Regions from separate parts of the Zea mays genome. Here all the other regions are linked to region 1. The links are chromatin contacts, called in public Hi-C maps. All regions are on one chromosome and are shown on one strand. Each heading gives the region's core, a stretch centred on a gene start, on an enhancer-like site or on the middle of the called end of the contact. The rest is flanking DNA. Distances are from core to core; before and after follow the strand shown.

Region 1 (4,918 bases), core at 1,381-3,880:
TTCCTCCATCAATCATCAATTCCAACACCACTCCATCTCATTTATAGGATGCTTGTAGTAAAAATGCAGATGAAAAGTGATATGAACCACAGGCTAGCAACATTATTCAGCAGCAACAGATCAAACAATGAACATAAGCTTCAGACATTCCGCAATATACAAAAATAAGTCGCTTAAACACAGAGAGCACTTTAATTTGAACTGATCTTAGAGAAAATGTGATAGTTTTTGTTAGCAACTTTCATGTATATTGATAGTCACTTGTGTTCCCAAAGAAGCTGCTTCCTTCAGTTGATCATCCATGTGGAGCATGAGGTCCATAGATGATGTCTTTGGAATGTGGGAGATGAGGCCCATAAACAACGCTCCCATTCATAAGTGTCATTTGGTTCACCTGTGGTGTTGCTTGATAAGCATTAGGAGCATTAACTTGATTATGGGCGTTAACATGCAGATGAATATTTGCATTGGTACCCTTCTGGTTAGCCTTTGGCTTGCTCCTAGCAGTCTGTTTGCTCTCCATAGGACTATCTGCAGTCAGCCTGTCCATTTGCTGTTGGATTTCATTCAGTGGACTAATGGACAGTTTTGACTTGGCGCTCCTTTTGGAGCTATAGGGCTTGTACTCAAGACGGTACAAGGCGAGGGCATCAGAAGGATTGATCTCTGAATTTTTTGGGACCCGGTGCAAAATATAAAAATAGGCCTAGAGACCTATAGTGTATAGAGAAAAAACAATATAAAAGTATCCTTTCATATTTGATCTATTCTCATATTATTGTCCTCTCATATTATCTGTTTTAAAGTAGAAATTTCACAAAACAATAAAGAATCTTTGCATTTTATACCATTTATATTCAGAAAACTCAAAAAATGGGGCCCTAAAAATTTGGAGGTCCTATGTTGTTGCTCCAATTACGCTGGGCACTGGACGTCCCTGCTCACACTCAAAATGATGCCACTCATGGCTGCTTGATGGTTGCGGGTCCATGTAATAGGACATATTCAAACCTACAATATCTTTCATTACCTTCTCCCATGATTCATGCCACCCATGACCGTTGTAATCTAACAATGACCTTTGCTTTCGGTTGCCACTCTCGAATGTTCTTCTTGGAGTGTCAAAGAACAGCCATTCATGGTGCAAAAATTATGGCAAAGGTGTAAGCATATATAAAAGTAAAATGTAAAACTAAAGTATGATTCATACAACACAACATATAAGAATATATGACAAACAATTTCGTATCTAATTTAATATGTAGACAAATTGCAAATTAAAATAATCACCTCTCATATGTTGATAGGCTTTATCCTCTCCCATTCAATATAGTTTGCCTGGTCTTTATCTGTCTTCCACATTTGAAATTAGTGTTCGATGTATCCAAAGTATCCAAACCCACATTTTAGACCTACCATATTGTACTCCTCCAGCCATTTCTCTTCCTCGCAAGCCAGCAGCTATTTGTTTATCTTCTCCATGATTTCTCTCCCATACGGCTCCTCTCTAGCTTTCGTTATCTGTTTGTCATTGCTGGCCAAGAGCTTAGAAGGATTCACGAGACCTAGTAAATTTTGTCAGCATTAAAAATATCAAGCATCTGAATCAGAGTCGATTAGTAAGTACATGTACTGTAAATAGGAATGTCAGATTCTGCAGAGACCATGTCACGACAGGTAGGAAAAACCACATGATGGCTCATTAGTTTCTAAATTCATTTCTGGGTACTGAGATTGAATCGAACCGATGCAATTGAAAAAAAGAAAGAACAATCAGAGCACATGTAGGCTTGCAGATCTCATTTCACCCTCGCATGGCACCTGACAAGGAGGATGTACGTCGTCTCCACTCCTTTATTTGCCTCATCCTCCTCACTGTTGTCAGCCACTATTTACACTTCATCATTCCCTTCCTCGTTGCTTGCAAGGAGGTTGGTGTGCGCACTGACTAATTGATCGGAATAGAGCCCGCTCGCGATAATTTCGTCGCGACCGGAGTGGGGGTTCGTTGGAGGGGGCGGGGCGGGACGGGAATCGACGGACCGGGTGGCGGCGATGCATCGAAGGAGAGCCCGGGCGCATGGTCCACTCCGGCGAACCTCGAGGCGGGCGGGCGGCGACGCAGCGGAGGAGAGCCTGGGCGCATGGTCCGCTCTGGATTCGGGGGAGGAGCGATGGTTTCGGCCTTTCGGGTGATGGGGTGAACGGTCTACGGGGCTGGTTGGCGGGATCTGAGAGCGGATGATGGTGCGTGATCGTGCGGCTTAGATCATAGAACAGTAGAACGAGTGGCTGAATTGTGAAACGGCAGAACGACAGTCTACCCCTTACAGTTTTAATAAGTAGTAGAGATTGATTGATCTTATGAAACTGTGAACATACATTTAGTAAACTAGTTAGTTCAAATAATTGTGATTGTACTCAAACAATAAAATCAATATAAAAAATGGTTTAAGATTATTTCCATTTTCAGCTATATTATTAAACTTGCACTAATTGTTGAACGTGTCTGTTTGTATAAGTCCTCTATAGAATTGACAGAACTTTTAAAAGGAGAGTGTCGGACAAGGCCGAAATCCACTTTAAAAACGATGAGGCCCATTTCAGATGCTGCGAGTCTGGGACGGGTCACGGGTGAGGTCTATTCCTTCCTGCTACAGTCCAAAGTCATGGATCCAATTACCTGACCGATTCGCGAGACTGATGGGACGGCGTCACAGCGGCGGCGGCGGCCGCGGCGGCGGAAGAGGAAGAGGGCGAGGGCGAGGGCGTGGGCGAGATGAGGAAGAAGATCTTCCTCTGCACAAGGCTGCAAGGTCTGGTGATGCGGCAGCAGTGGAGTCGGTGAGCGAGTCCAACCCTCTCGCCGTCAATTCAAGGGATCGCCTCTCACGCACACCGTATGAACCACCACCATCCCTGCAAATCCTCCCTTTCCCTCCCTCCTTCCCTCTCTATCTTATTACTAGCAGAGAAGCGCCGAGTAGCCGTGCCTTGCGTTACGGATCGTTATCATCTTATTGATTGTATATAATTAGATGTCTGTCATTGAGCCTTGGTCATTAAACCCTAATACAACAAAACCTGCGAATTGCTCCTGCGGCCGCTCTTCGTTATTGCTTTTTCTTTCACAAAATGAACTAGCCTTCAACACTGCACGAATTCTGTTCATCCGACATCTTGAACTCTCCTTTCTCCATTACATATAAATGACATGACATGGTGCATCGTCTCATCTTTTCTTCTTCTAATTCATGGACATTATAAGACACTGTACATCGTTTCCCCTTATTATCTCACACAAGAACTACGGTTGAACATCCTCTAATATGTCACTAACTTGTAGTGAATTGAATGTCTTCAATATTTCGAATGCTGGAGGCCTGGAACATTTGCAGGCTGAGTTAGAATTCTCCAGTTTACAAACTGGACCTCATTGAAAGTTTGAAACCATAAGGCCAATGCTACACAACCTGCATTTGAAAGTAGGCTAAAGTTGAAACCCAACAGAAACAAGAAACCATAAGTCAAGGTTGAAGGTTCAGACACATATATAGCTGTTTTATTATGCATTCTTATTCAAGTCTAAATCTTTGGGTACATTTTGTACCTCCAAGTCTCATTTTACTACTTCACATGTCAACTTCAGTCTTCCCTAATCTCTCTTTTCATCTATCACGTCTTAGGATCTCACTATACATTGGTGCTATCCCTTGCCTATCACGTATATCATCGTTCCGGATTTGGTCCCTTTTTTATGCTACAAATACAACACAATATATGCATTTCCACAACATTTATCTACTAATCATGTTGTCTTTCAGGATAACATTCTACACCATACAATATAGCATGTCTAATCATTGTTCTATACAACTTGACATTTAGCTCTGTGGTATCCTCGTTACATAGAACATCAGATACTCATCTTCTAGTGTAAATGTTTTAATTGTTGCAGCATCCAGGAATAATTTGAGCTTGGGGCAAACTGATTTATTGGTATAATGCATTATTACTTGGTCTTTGGCGGCCACATGATCTCTCCCTAACATATTCAATCAACGCCTTCTGTTTATATCTGCAACAATGATATGACAAAGTATAGAAAGAATCTTGCTTTAGTGGAACATTTACACCCAGAATTGTGTATGCCGACAGATGGTGTGCTTTGTAATGTATGATTAAATTTATTTATTTGTCCCTTTCTTGCACCATGTATTCTGATAATTTTCTTTTAATACTTAGGGACTCAAACTTTTCCTTAGTAAAGTATCCTGCAACAAACTCATTTATCTACTACCTGTAGTTCCTGGACTTCGTTGCTAAACTCAGGACAACAGGCCGTTGCTTTGACTCATGGCTTTATCTTATCGAATGGGGTGGTTGACTGGACAACTATGTGAAATACAATATATGATGTCACACTTGCCGAACATTCTGCTAGCATCAATGCGAGTAAAATTTTAACTTTCTTGGTGTACCATTCTTTCTGAATTAATTGTCTCAAAGATAGAGACAGTAGTTTTTCGGTGAGCACTGAGCAGGAAATGATGTTGCTGTAGTAGAACCCAATGTCGATTTTGCTCTGAATTATACTGTTTCCTTGACACAAGTTATTTCCTCATTCAGACTCCACCTGGCTGCATGGGCTGGGCATGTTGATGTTGTGAGATGCCTTTGCAAGCACAAAGCTGATGTGGGAGCTGCAGCAATGGACGACACTGCAGCACTTCATTTTGCTTCCCAGAAAGGCCATGTAGAAGTGGCTCGTGAGCTGCTGGCATCTGGGGCCTCTGTGAAAGCCAAGAACCGGAAAGGCTTCACGGCGCTGCACTTTGCTGCTCAGAATTCTCACCTGGATCTTGTGAAGTACCTTGTGAAGAAAGGTGTTGACGTCACAGCAAAGACCAAAGGTGGC
Region 2 (4,918 bases), core at 899-3,398, 380 kb before region 1:
TCTTATTTGGTCTCTGTATGGTGGAATTATGTCATTCTATAATCTCTGTTCGTTCAGTCAGTCGTTGTGAACTCTATTATAATCGCTCACTTCATTGGTCGTGTTGTATCAAGACATATTGGATAGAGTAAACAATAATATCAGTTAGCCAAATCAAAAAAATATTATACAGAGAGCGGAGACAATCAATAAAAAATCTTAAATTTTTTTGGTGAATAGTTTACGTAGTTATTGTTGTAAGCCATCGCAACGCACGAGCAACCGACTATTATTTATTAACACATGTGTAACCTTATTTACTTAGAGTTTGTTCGTTTCATCCTTAACCCATTTAGATCGGGTGATATTAAGTCGATTTAAATATATATTAAGTCAAAATATATCCTAATACATTTCAATATGAATCCCGTAGAATTAGTGAAGAAGACCTTAAATATATTTTAGGCACTGTCGTAGAATATTCTCCACTCTTCGGTTCAAAATAAAACAACGCATCCGGTGCCTACGCTAGCCCCGCTACATATTCGTCCCTTTTGTTTTTTCAGCTCAGTAGACCTTGCGTGCGGGTTTGTCTCTGTTGTAAACTTTGATTTAGCTGATAATAACATAATCCTATTAATACGGAATGCATATGTCATGCTACTCTATTTTACTATTTTACTTTATAGATTAAGTTATACCTAAATTTCCTACTAAATTCAACATGCGACTCCGTAGAAGGTTAAAAGAAATACTTTGGGCGTCTCTAGCTGCTTATAAAAAATAATAATTGAAAAAAAGTTAAGGTACATATAAACAACATTTTTATGTTAGATGCTACTACCTCCGTTGGTTTGTATATGTCGCTGGTAGTTCAATTTTGAACTGAATAGTGTCATATAAAAAACTCGGAGAGAGTATTTCATAAAGTGCATGGGTACACAAATCTTGCAATAGACATTACGAGAATGTATGCATACAGCCGATACGAATTCTAACGTATTACCTCCCATCCCAAGATAAACATATTATCAGTATTAGATAGCAATTATTGCACATCCTACACATTATCTGGAATCAAATATAAAAAAAAGTCTTAGCGACAATGTATATAATTAATATTCTTACACAGATTTGACCTCTCATATTGATTATATTTTAAACTCTATTTAATCTATAGTATAAGGCCCTGTTTAAATACAATAGTTAGCTGTAGACATTTAAACATATGAGGTAGTAGTTCAGCTATTAGATTTAGCATGAGGCATCTAAATACCACAACTAATAATCTAGCTAACTATTAACTACTTATTTAACTATAAAAAATGGAATTTAATCACTTTCTAGTTATTGAATTCTAAATAATTTATTTTTGGAATTTATTTATTAGAAAAGGTTTCATTTCTAGGTAGGGTGTTAGTTTTTTAGCTAGTTTAACTCAGCTAAATTTAACTAATAATTAGTCACCTATTTGTTAGTCTAGGGGGTGTTTGAACGACAGTCTTGTCTTTATAGATGTGCTTATGAGTACAAGCTTTAGGGCCTGTTTGTTTACCCCCATGGATTATATAATCTGGATTATTTTTGGAGGATTATATAATCTGGATTATATAATCTGGATTATATAATCTGAGTAGTCCTGTTTGTTTACCCAGATTATTTGAGTTGTTAATAGGATTCTTTTGTATGAGGAAGACAAGAATACCCTCTATATTTGTACTAGGTTGAAACTCATATATGAAAAAAAATAATTCAATTGACATTGGCAAATATTGCATTAGCAATATTATCACGGAAGGCATTCATGTCACCTTCTTCATCTCCAAATTGACTAGTACTAGGCGCAAAAACGATTAGGTGGATTATAATGACAATGGTGGGTAATTTCTAGGAAACTTGAAAGGGTAGTGGGGAAGTGGGAAAAAAATAATCTGAAATAAGCACCTCCTCACTTGCTTATGGATTATCATAATCCAAGGGGTTAGATTATATAATCTGGGCAAATAAGCTGGACTGTTTGTTTGCCTCTTAGGATTATTTAATTCAGATTATATAATCTGGGCGGTAAACAAACAGGCCCTTACTGTTTTTTTATTGTAATGGCAAGAGTAGCAAATATCTCATGCCCAAGTTCCCAACTGCCCACTACCTCTCGTTCCCGTCTCCTTCCTCTATTCGTGTTGTCCGTTCGCTGCCGCCGTCGCCTGGTTCGCATCGCATACAGCGCCTCAGTCCAGATCGATCCTCCCTCTTCCCAGATCGGGTCTAGTTGGACGGCAGCAGCCGCCGCCGCGGCATCTGTCATATTCACGCCGCGTGTGCTCTCTCTTTCTGTCTCCCTCTCTATCTGCGACGACTGGGTGTGATACCGCAGCCGCCGCCCTACGCTGGGTTCCCGAGCCTTCGCCGATCTCTTCTCCGGCGAAGAGCGCCCACCAGGTATTTCCACACCCCTTCCCTTCCACGTCCGCTGTGCGAAACTCTAACCTCAAGCTATTTAGCTATTCGATGCCTACCAACTTCTAACTTTTTGCAAACTTTTTTGGATGCCTTTACTAGATCCGCCGCGCATCGATGTCTCCTTTGGCTCTTCTCCAAGCTCTCATCTTCATCCTGTGCTGCTCGCCTCTGGCTTCTGCTTCGTCGTCGGAGCTAACCCTTGCAGGAGCTGCTTGTGGAGATGATCAGCTTGTCATCTTCGATGCTTCTGATGGCCTCCTTAACCTGTCGGTCAATGGGGTTCTGATGCAAGATCGCGTTTTTGCCTGCCAGAAGCTCGGCTTCTACTTTGGCAGTGGATGCCTCCGCTGCAGCAACCTTTCAGATGCGTGGAGGAGTGCCGTAAAGCAGTACTGTGGTGAAGGGAGCGAAAAGAGCCATGGTATGTTGGTTCTTATTTGCTCCTAGTTGCTAAATCAGATAAGGATTGGACAATTGTTGCTGCGCTGTAGGACAATAACAGTTCAAATTGGTGTTCATACCTGCATCAGTTACTTGACTTATTTCATACATCTATCTATATCTATATCTATATACCTAATATTGAAGAGCCAAAATTTCTGCTCATTGTTTTGTCCGTCTTCCCATAACTAATTTCATGAATGTGGAAACTGTCACTGGTATGTGTCTATGGCTCCTGTTTTATTATATGACATAGGCACGACTTGGACACAGATCCTTAAAGTAACTTAAGATAGCTAGAATCCCAATCCAAATAGATCGCTCTGATCCTGAGTAAGCTGAATCCAAGTAGAAAAAGATTGAAGTAGAAAATAGATGAATCTACCTATTAGCGTCTAAATTATGTATGACTTAGACACATGTTCTTAAAAGCTAGGACTTCTAATTTAAATAGATTCATCTGATCCTAAGTAAACTGAATCCTAATCCTAATCCAAATAGAAAAAGATATAGAAGTAAAATTAGGCAAAGTCTTACTCCAATATTTTATGTCCCTTCTATATTTTTTTTGTTTAATGCAAGTAATACCTTTTGTTTCCCGAGCTATCCTAAACTCCGAATCGGTGCAGCACATCGTGTTGGATTCCACGACACGGAAATGAAGCTCCAAAATTATTGGCTTGCAAATCCAGACAATAGTATAAATATATTTGTTCTTTTATCGTCGAGTCTCGGAGCCATGGTACTGTGTCCGTTTCTTTTAATTTCACGCGTTTAGTTTCTGCTTTTTTCCATGATCCATTCAAGGCATTGGTATTGCGTCATTTTTTCACGTATGTTTCCGAACATTGACTCCGTGTCTTTTTAAATCTTTGAACTCTTAAGCCCTATCTAAAAAGAAGAGATATCCACCGCCAAGATGCTATTGCAACTTTAGTTAGAAACAGAATTTATGTTATTGTAACTAGTTCAGCTGTTGGTCTGACTAATCAAACTGTAAACTGGAATCTTATAACTGGTTCGATTTAGTTCTGAAATTTTGACCAGTTTGTTGTCCAATTTGGTATAAATAAATTTGTCTCTAAATTGTATGTATGTATCAATGCAATCCCAGATGAGGATTACCATGTGGAAAATTGAGGGAGGTCTACCATCGTAATCATCAGTGGAAAAACGAGCCCTTGATTATGGGTCCCTGAAGGAAGTCATGGATGATAATTAACTATATCTATGTGTAAATAGTATGAAAATATTTCTATGTTTTGTAATAGAAAAAAATCTATCAAGAATATACTTTACATTTGGTACAGACTTAATAAGGTATTGTCATGTTATTACCAACAATAGCGTATAATGGATGACATGGTCATCACAAAAAAAATTGTAGCTTTTAAATTTTATGGAGGGGTAAAACATAAATAGATACTTCCTCGGTCCGTATCAGATGTTTTAGAATCTCTCATGGAAATCAAAACTGAAGCCAAAAGACCAAAATACCCCTCAAAGAGTAGAGATAGAGATATCTTGGGAAAAAAGATAAATGTGTATTAGGGTTTAGGGAAATGTGAAGTGAGAATTTTGGGATAAAATTTCAATGCTACAAGATCGTCTATTTCTTTTTTCTCGAACTGTGTATTAAGAGAAAAAGGGGGTCCAGTATAGAATTTCGCCCCCTTCCGGACCAAGCAGAGAGGGCTGCCAAAACAAAAACAACTGAGACTAACTAAACAGACAGTATGGGTACAACCTGACCAACACTCAGAAAACCACTAACTAATATGATCTATTTTGGGACAGAGGAAGTATGTTATCATCCCTGTTGTCGTTCTCCATTAGTGTTTGATTGTTTTTTTCTCCCATTGCAACACACTGGCATGTTTGCTAGTGACTTCTAATAGATAAGATATGGATATGAAGTCTATCTCTGGAACAGTGGTGTAGAATGTAGAACGTAGGCTATTTTGTGGCATGGTTTTTTGTTCTATTATGCACTGTAGATGATGGGATCAGGAACTTTTTTAGGGTTCTACTGTGGGGG
Region 3 (4,918 bases), core at 950-3,449, 330 kb before region 1:
GGCGCCTTCGCAAGGCTGCAACGAGCCCCCCTCAAACAGTGTGGCCCTTTTCGCTCCAACGCCTCCGACAGCCCCAGTCTAGCATGTCTCAGCAACGCCCTTATCTGCTCTGGCTAGAAGAACTCTCTTGTAATATAAAAGATAACGTGCACCAAGGACTATCTCGCTAGTCGTATGCCGCTGAAAATACCGATAGACGCCGAAAATCATCTCCGGTCCCGTTGTGTTGTGAATTTCTCCTATATGTCTGAGGAAATTCTTGATTGAGAAGCAGCAAGATAATTTCTCGAGGCATTATGTCTCAAGGACGAGGACCTTATATATGCAGCGTAAAGATAGAAGAAGCCATAAATTCACTACCGGAATCACGTTCTTTGCCGAGTGTCTAAGACACTCGGCAAATGCCATTTTACACTCGGCAAAGCCTTTGCCGAGTGTAACACTCGACAAAGAATACTCGGCAAACATTTTATCGGCAAAGAGTTCTTTGCCGAGTACTTTTTTCGGACACTCGACAAAGACTTTGCCGAGTGTCGAAAAACACTCGGCAAATTAAGAATCGAAAAAAATCCAAAAAAACAGCAAAACATTTTTTAAAAATTATAGGAACAACTCTCCAACCATACCTCTATTACCACATCGCCCTATAATTTTTCACTATTATTTTGAAATAAATTTACATGTTTTATAAATTGTGAGATTCTAACTCGCAACCTCTCTCGCGCATACCCTTCTATAACACTACACTACTACATCAATTATGTCTATATTACGTTTTCATTCCTCATGTACTATAACAAACCAAGAATAATTTGATTATTTAAGGCACTAAATGAATTCATTTGAAAATGTGACCAACTATAAAGTTGCATAATTGTTTGAGATCTACAAGTTCTATTTTGACAGTTTCTACATCTGATGCCGTTTACAAAATTTGAATTTCAAACTTGAAAACTTCACATAAATTTTTCAATGATAAGATGATTTCAAATCAAAAAGTTGTCAACTACAGAGTTTCATTACATTTCAAGATCTACAACTTTTATTTTGGTGGTTTTTTTCATCCGAGGTAGTTTGAAAAAAATTCAAATTTTAAAATTCAAACATAGTTTTGCATGACAAGATGATTTCAAACTAAAACATTGTCAACTACAAAGTTTCATAACTCTTCAATCCCTACAACTTTTATGTTGGTGGTTTTTTCTTTCGAGGTCGTTTTCAAAATTCAAATTTTAATTTTTTAAATTCAGACGTAGTTTTTGTTGACAATATGACTTCAAATGAAAAAGTTGTCAACTACAAAATTCTATAACTTCTCAAGATCTACAAAGTTTATTTCGGTTGGTTGGTCATTTATTCACCTCGGATGATGGTTCTAACAATATGCATAAATTCTATACATCTCTCTCATAGTTTCATAAACTACGAGAGAAATATATGTTTTATGAACAAATTTATTTTTATTTTGTCATATGGAGAAATGTTCAAAATATAAATTGTACATCATGATGAGTTATACAAATTTGTAGTTGAAAACTTTTTCATTTGAATTAATTTTCTGCTTTAAAATTTGATTTTTAAATTGTATTTGCCTAGTGTTGAAAAAAAGCACTCGGCAAAGAGCTCTTTTGCCGAGTGTTATATTTTTGACACTCAGCATAGAAGCTTTTTGCCGAGTGTCAAAAAACACTCGACAAAGATGTCTTTGCCGAGTGTCAAAAATAAAACACTCGGCAAAAAGTTTCTTCGCCGAGTGTTTTTTTCTTTTACCGATGGTTTTTTACGTGGCACTCGACAAGCCCGAAAAAAACACTCGACAAAATATTTGGTACTCAGCAAAGAGCCAAATTCTGGTAGTGATTAAATGGAACATATTACAATTATTCTTGACGAAACAAATTCAGATTTCGTTTTGGAAAAGAAACGTTGCATTCTCTCTCTCTCTGAAGCAATCAACATATCTACTGGACACTCGCAACGCTAGCTATATTAACCGCGATATTAGAAAACTGGACAAGGTAGCAAATAAATTTAGCAGAAGGTCGGATCTAATAACTAAACCCCTTGCCTATCAATTTATCTATGCAACGGCAACCGGTCTGGCAAACAAGAGCAGTCGACCGAGATGACTCGGTGGTACATGTTACGTCATATATTTCCGAGTGTTTAATTTTCAGCTCTCTACACTTTGGCCCATAGCGCGCGCGAAGGAGACGGATAAACGCACACGCGCGCGCGTAGCTAAGCTAGCTAGTCCATATGTTTGCGTCGCGGACCACCACTCCACAATACACAAAGCGGCTGCGGATGTGAGTACTATAAAGAAAGCGATGAGGCGCCAGGCCGGTAGCCAAGGATCGAGTCGTTTAATTTTCTACTAGGAGCTAGCAGCGAGCGGGTTATTTGCAACGACGGCATCGTCTTGGCGTTGGCGGGCGTGTTTGGCACCATGGGCGACTACTACTACCGCCGCCGCTCGCCGCACCTCCTCCCGGCGGCGGTGCTGGCGCTGCTCGCCGTCGTCGTCGTCGTGAGCAGCAGCCTCCCGAGTGCGGCGGCGGCGGGGGCGGGCCGGAATGTGATCACGCACATCAAGGGCTTCGAAGGCCCTCTGCCCTTCCACCTCGAGACAGGGTAATGAACATCTAATTAATACTCCTATGCTAGCTAGCTAGGTAGTACTACTATAGCTGATGCATGCATGCATGCCTGCCGTGCCAGCATGCTCATCCGATCCGATATGATGCATGCAGGTACGTGGAGGTGGACGAGGAGCACGGCGCGCGCCTCTTCTACTACTTCATCGAGTCGGAGAGGAACCCGGCGGAGGACCCGCTCATCCTCTGGATCACCGGCGGCCCCGGATGCTCCGCGCTCTCTGGACTCCTCTTCGAGATCGGTCAGTTAATTAATAATAATAACTATATCATATCGATGCGCGCGTGACCTGCTGCCTCGTCGCTAATAATCCTCCGCCAATTAATCAACTGATCTACAAGAAACGTATATGCATCGGTAATTTGTTGGCGATTCGTCTCGTATCCATTTTCGATTTTTTTATATATTTATATATCTTTATTCGAAATTCCCACAACGCCTTAAAATTCCGACTGAAATTATTTATGGTCGATTTCCGTTTCTGCTAGATATCCGTGCCACGACCGGCCGGTAGACCAAATCCGCCGGCAGCACACGCAAGGACGGCGGAACATCCTAGTGTAGTTCATTTTAATTTGATTGATGGCAACCATCACCCGATATAGTATATTTGTTTATGTCCACCGTGGCCAGCTGGCACACACACAGGACATCATCCTACTATTTCCTAGCTAACTGGCCCAAAATAATTTTCCGAGCTGGCCGTCTGGACGTTTACATGGCATTAAGGGCCTGTTTGTTTTACCCCCATGGATTATATAATCTGGATTATTTTTGGAGGATTATATAATCTGGATTATATAATCTGGATTATATAATCTGAGTAGTCCTGTTTGTTTACCCAGATTATTTGAGTTGTTAATAGGATTCTTTTGTATGAGGAAGACAAGAATACCCTCTATATTTGTACTAGGTTGAAACTCATATATGAAAAAAAATAATTCAATTGACATTGGCAAATATTGCATTAGCAATATTATCACGGAAGGCATTCATGTCACCTTCTTCATCTCCAAATTGACTAGTACTAGGCGCAAAAACGATTAGGTGGATTATAATGACAATGGTGGGTAATTTCTAGGAAACTTGAAAGGGTAGTGGGGAAGTGGGAAAAAAATAATCTGAAATAAGCACCTCCTCACTTGCTTATGGATTATCATAATCCAAGGGGTTAGATTATATAATCTGGGCAAATAAGCTGGACTGTTTGTTTGCCTCTTAGGATTATTTAATCCAGATTATATAATCTGGGGGGTAAACAAACAGGCCCTAAATAGGCAAAGTTTTCTATATAGACTTAAAATGAAAATGGCATGCGTCTCACGTAATTGTGAGAGTGACGCCGAAGGACCGTGACCGAGTAGAGTGATGGCATATGGCATAGCAAATATATATGGTCACTGCCAAAACGCATGACGCCGACGATGACGGCAGGGTTCATGTCCTGCCCGATCGACCTAGGATTTGCCTATCTCTATACAGGCACACTGCGAGCCAAAGGCATTAAATATTTTTCATCTCTTTTGACGACAGCAACCCTACGTCCCTACCTTTCCGTTTACTTACTAGCAAAACGGTGCCCGTGTTTTCCGTTTCTCCGTATCCGCCAAATCCGTGGGCATTCATATCTGTAATCTACGTTCTTCTGACTGCTCGTTGTGTAAGCTGTTCTTCAGCCTGTATGGCGCAATGGATGACCCAGTTTTTCCCATCTGAATTCCGCAATTGGACAAATATATGGGGAAGCTGGTTCTTGGACTTGTGTTATCAAGAAGAAGAGTCATGCTCCTCCACCACCTCCCCCATTGGTACATCCCAATCTTGTGACAGGCACCAATGCAATGCTCATCCCAGTAGGTTTCATTTTTTTTCTCGAAATTTGACAATAATCAATCAAGTCACTCATGGAAGTCGGTTTTTTCGTGCATTCAACTGCCTAGACAGTTGTTTTTTCGTGGCTTAATATCTGATAATGCCAATCATCTTAATGGTCATGGTGATGGAAATCCGGCTCTACTGTGAAACAAAATAAGAAAAAATTGAACGATAAAGTAATTACTTCTCCCGAATATCCAATTAAATGAATAGTTCATTAGAACATAGTACTTTATTTTTATTTACCAAATAAGCCAGCAAACTTGGGCGAAGTTCCGGTGACAAACCTTTTACTTGAAATTCAACGGGAGCCCTGTTTTCTTATCTCGTTCTGTCCCTCGGGCCTCTAATGGCGCTGGCATCCTCGCCAAGTCTACTAATATTG

What was found. Hi-C and Micro-C count contacts between places; a contact is called where the count stands out from the background.
Region 2: a contact with region 1 is called in a Hi-C map of leaf, with 6 times the contacts expected there. The contact joins the promoter of LOC100304222 here to the promoter of LOC100383709 in region 1. A contact is called at or near these places in 9 of 25 Hi-C or Micro-C datasets (bundle sheath, ear, endosperm and 3 more).
Region 3: a Hi-C map of leaf shows a contact between it and region 1, with 4 times the contacts expected there. The contact joins the promoter of LOC100191502 here to the promoter of LOC100383709 in region 1. A contact is called at or near these places in 5 of 25 Hi-C or Micro-C datasets (ear, leaf, root tip and 1 more).

Annotation. Positions count from the first base shown.
Region 1 is chr1:109,092,629-109,097,546 of Zm-B73-REFERENCE-NAM-5.0, reverse strand. LOC100383709 (Ankyrin repeat family protein) reads left to right here and starts at 2,630. Exons shown (of 2, transcript NM_001349056.1): 1 at 2,630-2,900; 2 at 4,630-4,918. The coding sequence starts at 2,704.
Region 2 is chr1:109,467,582-109,472,499 of Zm-B73-REFERENCE-NAM-5.0, reverse strand. It overlaps LOC100304222 (Calmodulin-binding receptor-like cytoplasmic kinase 3), which reads left to right and starts at 2,148. Exons shown (of 8, transcript NM_001328350.1): 1 at 2,148-2,418; 2 at 2,539-2,860. The coding sequence starts at 2,554.
Region 3 is chr1:109,426,603-109,431,520 of Zm-B73-REFERENCE-NAM-5.0, reverse strand. LOC100191502 (Serine carboxypeptidase-like 19) reads left to right here and starts at 2,199. Exons shown (of 6, transcript NM_001136934.1): 1 at 2,199-2,634; 2 at 2,754-2,899. The coding sequence starts at 2,450.